2 separate regions of the Macaca mulatta genome follow, and region 1 is linked to region 2. Evidence: chromatin contacts called from public Hi-C data. All regions are on one chromosome and are shown on one strand. Each heading gives the region's core, a stretch centred on a gene start, on an enhancer-like site or on the middle of the called end of the contact. The rest is flanking DNA. Distances are from core to core; before and after follow the strand shown. Region 1 has its middle 5.8 kb from the start of SPATA7. Region 2 overlaps KCNK10 (potassium two pore domain channel subfamily K member 10).

The links. A called contact is a pair of places that touch in the nucleus more often than the background predicts.
Region 1: a Hi-C map of fetal cortical plate shows a contact between it and region 2, with 2.9 times the contacts expected there. The contact joins two enhancer-like sites. A contact is called at or near these places in 2 of 14 Hi-C or Micro-C datasets (fetal cortex germinal zone and fetal cortical plate).

Annotation. Positions count from the first base shown.
Region 1 is chr7:161,607,398-161,611,118 of T2T-MMU8v2.0, reverse strand. No RefSeq gene overlaps it. Among named protein-coding and RNA genes, the nearest start is that of SPATA7, 5.8 kb to the left of the region's middle. Within about 2 kb of position 1,823, at least 5 of the 40 cell types and tissues checked have an H3K27ac peak or open chromatin away from gene starts, as enhancers often do. A contact at or near this core is called in fetal cortical plate, where this site is marked.
Region 2 is chr7:161,430,353-161,434,265 of T2T-MMU8v2.0, reverse strand. The region is part of intron 4 of KCNK10 (potassium two pore domain channel subfamily K member 10); the gene reads left to right. Among named protein-coding and RNA genes, the nearest start is that of KCNK10, 130 kb to the left of the region's middle. Within about 2 kb of position 1,690, at least 9 of the 40 cell types and tissues checked have an H3K27ac peak or open chromatin away from gene starts, as enhancers often do. A contact at or near this core is called in fetal cortical plate, where this site is marked.

The sequences.
Region 1 (3,721 bases), core at 574-3,073, 180 kb before region 2:
GCTCTGTTGCTCAGGCTGGAGTGCAGTGGTATGATCTCGACTCACTGCACCCTCCACCTCCCGGGTTCAAGCAGTCCTCTTGCCTCAGCCTCCTAAGTAGCTGGGACTACAGGTGCATGCCACCGCGTCCGGCTAATTTCTTTTGTATTTTACCAGAGATGGGGTTTCACCGTGTTGCTCAGGCTGTCTTGAACTCCTGAGCACACGCAATCCGCCTGCCTTGGCCTCCCAAAGTGCTGGATTACAGGGGTGAGTCACCGCACCTGGATAATTTTTGTATTTTTAGTAGAGACAGGGTTTCGCTGTGTTGGCCAGGCTGTTCTGAAACTGAAACTCCAGGCCTGAAGTGATCCCCCTGCCTCAGCCTCCTAAAGTTCTGGGAATACAGGCGTGAGTCACTGTGCCTGACCCATATGTGTATTTTAGACGGAAATACTTTGTTTCCCTTAATGAATTTGCATGAACTAGCCAATTATTGGGTTTCTTTTTTAGTATTAGCTTACTGGAACCTCAAAACTAAGATTTGTGCTCAGTTGCAAATAAATATTCATGGACTTTTAAAAATTTATCTCTTTAATTCCCTTTATTAGGAATATGACTTCCATTCTTCTACTCTTCTTTTAATGGTTCAATTAGACCTGTCTTATTGGAAGAGCTTTAAGCCCTTTGGAAATGGGCTTTTATATAATTGAAAATATATATTTCAATTTTATATAAATGAAATAAACTATATATTTTAATACCATAACCTATAGTTATGCAAATAATATATAGTTTATTGTTTATTCTGTTTTATTATATATTATTATTTTAAATATTATGTTATTGTTATACATTTAATCCATGTCTTTATGAATGACCCCTAGTTTCATAATTCAGAGGATTCCTGGAATTTATATTTCTGTGTTTAGAAAATGTTCCAGTAAATACAGTGAAAACAACAAGAAGTCAAAGATCAAAACAACATTTTTCTATTTGTTGAGTTATTGCAAACATATTTTAATCCTTAAAGTTCCTGAAAGACAAAAATGAAGGAAATTTAGGGAATTTTAAAAACTTATATGTATGAGGGCAGAGTAAAATTATAGACTTGAATGTGCACTGTGCTAACCTCAATCTCAAAACAAAATTGCTTAGGTTTTGGGGACTTAAGAATGCTTAAGAATTTGAACTATTAACTATTTCTCAGTCATTCTCTAATTGAAATAATGTAGCAATTGATTCATCTAATAACTGAATGAGGAAATGGAACTTTAGAGCTTGGGGGTATTAGCATGTTATGAAATAATGGATTAATTTGCTGTTTGTCACTAGAGGGGGCTTTAGGAAAGTTTTAAGCTCCATCCCTGTGAGGAAAGCAGCCATGCCAAGGCAGTATTACTTACAAATCTTATTCAAGCAATATGTAATGTGCAACTGACAAACATTTTAAAAAGTGACTCCAGGGGAGGGGTGGAGTGAGATAGCTGAATAGAAGGCTCCACCAGTCATCCCTTCTCAGGAACACCTAGCTTGACAACTGTCTACACAAAGGGAGTAACCTTCCTAGGAATGAAAAATCAAGAGAGCACTCTCAGTGCCTGGCTTTGATTTCACATCACTGAAAGAGGCACCAAAGAGGGTAGGAAAGACAGTCTTAAATTGCTGATGCTACCCCTCTCTCCTCCCCCATTCCCCAGCAGCAGCTGCCTGGTACAGACAGTCTCTGTGCTTCAGAGAGGGGGAGCACAGCGATCATGAGGCTTTGCATTAGACTCAGTGCTGCCCCAACACAGCAGAAGGCGAACTGAGCTGTACTCAGCTGATGCCTGCCCATGGAGGGGGCATTTGGACCGGCCCAAGGCAGAGGGTAATTGTCCATTTCAGCAGTTGGAGCTTGAGTTCTGGCAAGCCTTGTCACTGTGGGCTGGAGGCACTGGGGCCCTAAGTGAACTTGAGGGGCAGTTTAGGTCACAAGAACTTCAATTCCTAAGCAAGTCCTAGTGTTGAGCTGGGCGCAGAGCCAGTAGATTGGGTTGGAGGGTGGGACATATGACCTATTAGGACACCAGCTGGGGAAGCTAAGAGCATGCTTGCACCCCTCCCCGTTTGTCCCCCCTCACCAACCCCAGGCTACACAGCTGATGAAGAATCAGAGTATCTTAACAGCAGAATTGATCAAGCAGAAGAAAGAATTACAGAGCTTGAAGACAGGCAATTTGAAAATACACAGTCAGAGGAGACAAAAGAAAAAAGAATAAAAAATAATGAAACATGCTTACAAGATCTATAAAATAGCCTCAAAAGGGAAAATCTAAGAGTTATTGGCCTTAAAGATGAGGTAGAAAAAGAGATAGGGATAGAAAGTTTATTCAAAGAAATAATAAAAGAGAACTTTCGAAACCTAGAGAAAGATGTCACTATCCAAGTACAAGGTACAAGAAGGCCACAGAACACCAAGCAGATTTAATCCAAAGAAAACTACTTCAAGGCATATAATAATCAAACCCCTAAAGGTCAAGGATAAAGAAAGAATCCTAAAAGCAGCAAGAAAAAGAAACAAGTAACATACACTAGAGCTCTAATACATCTGGCAGCCAACTTTTCAGTGGAAACCTTACGGGCCAGGAGAGAGTGGCATGACATATTTAAAGTGCTGAAGAAAAAAAAACTTTTACCCCAGAATCATATATCTAGTGAAAATATTCTTTAGACATGAAGGAGAAATAAAGACCTTGCCAGATAAACAAAAGCTGAAGGATTTCATTAACACAAGACTTGTCTTACAAGTACTCCCCTAAAGAGAGTACCTCAATCAGAAAGAAATGGGCATTAGTGAGCAATAAGAAATCATCTGAAGGTACAAAACTCACTGGTAGTAGTCAATATACAGGAAAACACAGAAAATTATGACACTGTAACTGTAGAGTGTAAAGTACCCTAAAGTAGAAAGACTAAAAGATGAAATCAAAAATAATAATTACAACTTTCGAAGACATAGACTGTGCAATAAGATATAAATAGATACAACAAAAAGTTAAAAAGCTGGGGGATGAAGTTAAAGTGTAGAATTTTTATTGTTTTGTGTTTTTTTTGCTTGTTTGTTTATGCAAGCTGTGTTAAGTTGTTATTAGCTTAAAATAATTAATGATAATAAATACAAGATAGTATTTGCAAGCCTCATGGTAACCTCAAATCAAAAAACATACAACAGATACATAAATCCTCAGAGAAATGCAAGTCAAAATTACAATGAGCTATCATCTTGCCTCAGTTAAAATGGCTTTTATCTGAAAGACAGGCAGTGACGTATGCTGGCAAGGAGGTGGAGTAAAGGGAACATCTGTACCTTGTTGGTGGGAATGTAAATTAGTACAGCCTCTATGGAGAACAGTTTGGACATTCATCAAAAAACTAAAAATACTGCTACCATATAAATCAGCAATCCAACTGCAGCGTATATACCCAAAAGAAGGGAAATCAGAATATTGAAGAGATATCTGCACTCTGAAGTTTGTTGCAGTACTATGTACCATAGCCAAGATTTGGAAGCAACTTAAGTGTCCATCAAAAGATGAATGGATAGGCCGGGCATGGTGGCTCATGCTTGTAATCCTAGCACTTTGCAGTCCTAGGTGGGCAGATCACTTGAGGTCAGGAGTTCAAAACCAACCTGATCAACATGGTGAAACCCTGTCTCTACTAAAAATACACACACACACACACACACACACACACACAC
Region 2 (3,913 bases), core at 441-2,940:
CTGTTGCCCAGGCTGGAGTGCAATGGCGCAATCTTGGCTCACTGCAACCTCCACCTCCCAGGTTCAAGCAATTCTCCCTGCCTCAGCCTCCTAAGTAGCTGGGATTACAGGCATCTGCCAACATGCCCAGCTAATTTTTGTATTTTTTAGTAGAGATGGGGTTTCCCCATGTTGGCCAGGCAGGTCTTGAACTCCTGAACTTAGCCTTCCGAAGAGCTGGGATTACAGGCGTGAGCCACCACGCCTGGCCTGAGTTTTTATTATTTGTGAATTTTCTTTTTTTCCCATCCCAGATGCACCTATATTGGTAGTCTAGTGATAAAAACAATTTACCCGTATATACCAACATCTTTTTCAAAAACTTTGCATTGTGAAACCAGCAGAGTACTGAACTGGCCAGTCTGTCATAGGTGTCATGCAACATGACTCAGAGTCAGAAGCTGGAGATAAACTTTCTTTGTGTGTGTAGATATGATCCATTTGTGTATTCAGCTTTTGAGTGGGACTTTTTCAGTAGGCTTCATGAAGGTTTCACTTCACTATTCTCACTAATGTGTGCTTATGGCATCTCTACCATGGAGATTTTAGGCAAAGATGTTTAAAAGCTCTACTCATAGTTTATAGAATTGCTAGTGCCACAAGGCCATTCATTGTGATTTTGAAATTATTAGTTGTAAGTGAACCTTCTAAAATAAATCTTGGAAGAAAACATGTTATAAGAAAATGAAGTCAGTCCTCTTACTAGGCAGTTCCCATTATTTTTCCATTTTGAGAAATTATCCTCAGTTCAGTTGTATTACTATGGTGATGTGTTTGCATTTCAACAAACCAAGCCATAAATCGAGCTCTGCATGTTTAGCTTCTGCCTTAGGATTTTTACTGCAGTGTCTTTATTCTTGAGTAAAATCCCCGACATCCTGGCTAGAAATCACAACGAATAAGTAATTTCCCAGCCAGACAAAACAATCTGAATTGTTAATCTCAGAATTCTAAGAAATTACATAAAGATGCAAACAATGGGGATTAAAGAGTGGGTAAAAATTAAATGAAAAAAATAGCCCACAAATGAATGGAAATATACATGCTCTCCAAAATAACATTGTGGAAGTAAACAAAAACAGGCGGAGAATTATGCTTAATGAGAATTGGACATGTGGCTTAGCCCTCTGAGGCCTGAAACAAGTAAACACTTCCCAAATTGTCAGTCCATAAGCTCTCAAAAGAGAGCTCTTAGAACTGGCTCCCTCTCCTCCTGTTTAGAAGCTTACTTGGTCTTTGGAACAATTGCACATATAATTTTAACAACTGAATGAACAACTCTACAGGAGATGGGTTTTGAGTACTTCAGAAATTCCTATAGTTTGTATCAATCAGATATGGGAGATAGTTTTGCAAAATACTGTTTGTGTAAAGAGAAGGGAAGAACACGCGCTCTAGTCTAACCAATCAACAATGTGTGAAAACATGATTTAGACAGAAGTACACAACCATCCTATCAGTTCTACCCAAATGTCATATCAGACCATCTCTTCCCTGATAACAGTTTTGTTAGCCTAAGGACACATTAGCTTAGTTCGATCTGGGCTCTCACAGAGCTTTCTGCTAGCGGCTCTGCTTACTGGTAAGTAAGCAATGCAATTTTGCCTAGCAACCCCACCGTGGAAACACAGCTCCATACTGTAAGTGGCAGGGGGAGTGGCAGGGAGGCAGGGAGAGCGAGGTTTGTGCCTCTCAGAATCCCTCTGCAGCTGGTTCCTAACATTGCAAACATTATCTGCAATTCTTGGCAGTTTCTGAAGGATGATGAAAAATGGGATGGGGAGGTGGCTGAGCCTGGGGTTTTGGAAGTAGGGTGGAATTAATTGGAAGACAAATAAAAAAGCTTCCAAGATTGTGAGCTGAGACTGTCTGAGAGCTCAAAGCAGAGTTGGCAAGAAGAACCAAAGGAGAATGAGGACATTTTTTGTCATTGACAATGAGGTATACAATATATCCAGGAAAAGACAACCAGCAGCAAACTCCTGAAGCTAAACAAAGATTATCTCAAGCCACGTATGAGGGAACATTCCTCAATGGCAAAGAGAAGCATTAAACCTGGGACTGTCTACGTCTAAGGAAAAATTTGAGCATTTACATTAAAATGGCCTGTTAACAAGCATTGAATATTAACCAGGCACTGTGCTAAGTGTTTACACACTTGTTTAATCTTCCAAACAATCTGATAAGGTGGGGTTTCATATCTCCATTTTATAGAGAAAAAAACCCTAATGCACAGAGAGGTTAAGAAACTTGCCTAAGGTCACTCAGCTATTTAGCAATGGGAATGGGATGTGTCTCAGGCAGTCTTTGCCTAGACTCTGTGTTCTTAAACACTATTATGGCTTTTCAGCAGTAGTGAACAGTTACAGGACTAATGGAGATAAGAAAACTGAAGATCATCACACGGTACATGAGATGGTTTGTGATTCCATTGTGAAAGCTGCAATTTAAAATGTTCAATTAAGGCAACTTTTTTTTTTTTTAATACCTAGAGGGCAGCAAAAACATGGGTATCCAGAATAACAGATATTGCTAAAACCTTACACCCACAGCACTTCTTTTTATAGCGAAGTATGGGTATACACATATTTTCATCCACCTACACACATATACACATGCAAGACACTCATTTCTTAAGTCCCTAAAATACCCTGATAATTAAATGCTCCAAACATTCTCTGAGCATCACCCTTGGATGTCTGGGAGAAGCAGCCCAAGAACACACTTGTTAGCCTGGGCAATGAGTAATGGTGAAGTGTTTATCTTGCTGATAAAGTCTCTGGTAGATGATGCAATTAAGATGCCACGATCTAGCATTTGTTATACACCTCCTTGTCTGCCATCAAACAAATCCACCCCTGTCCTTCCCCATCTTCCCTCCTGCCCATCTCCTGAAGTCCAGGAACGTCTCCAGCTTCCTACGTACTTGCAGTCCTCTTTTGCCAACCTCAACCTCATTTAGATTGAAATTACATTCACATCTTAATTTATGACTTAACAAGCATCTCACAAACATTTAATTCATTTTAATTTCATTATACGTTTGAGGAGGAATATTTGAGGAGGAATAGTGCTCCCATTGCTAGCAATTAGATTGACTTAATGACCTATGGCGAAATCTCCTTTTGGCCTTTGAACTTTTCATACATTTCTGCAAACAAAACTAGGTTAGTTAAAGTATGTTCCTGGATTCTCAGAGGGGCTTACCTGCCTTCACAAAACCCTCCTATAATATCCAACATGGAAATTTATAAAATGGACAAAACTTTCCCTGTAGTTTTCATGTAATGTATCTTATGACACTTTCATGTGTGAAAAAGTCAATATGTTCATATACAGTTTCAACAATATCAATAAATTGTATTTTTTTTTTCAGATGGCTTCTCTGAGATTAGGAGGGTTTCTATATCCAAGCATAGATCAAATTATTTTTCCCTGTTCCCATTTTATATACCAGATACCTTCTTAGGAGTTAGAAAAGTACCTCCTTTTTACAAGGGAGGGTGGCATTTCTTTAGCTTTTCCTGGACGGATCACCCAGTGACCATTTTTTATTTTCAGTCTTCGTTCGCAGAAGGGACAGAGGACTGCCCATTTTCAGTAGGAGTTAGTCTGATTTCTTTTGTTAGATGCAGACGACTTTGTTTGACAACTTTCTTTGGGCTGGTGAATTGTTGAATTACTTGAAAAGCTGTTTCCATTGTTAAGCACTGGACTGAGAATTAATTACATCAGAATTCTAATCTCAGCTAATTAGTAGCATCATTTTATGCAAGTCCCTTAACCCCTCTTGGCTTCTGTTTTGCATGTGTAAAATGAAGTGTATAAAGCAAAAGTCTCTCTGTGCTTGGTGCAATGAAGAGGATGCAAGTCT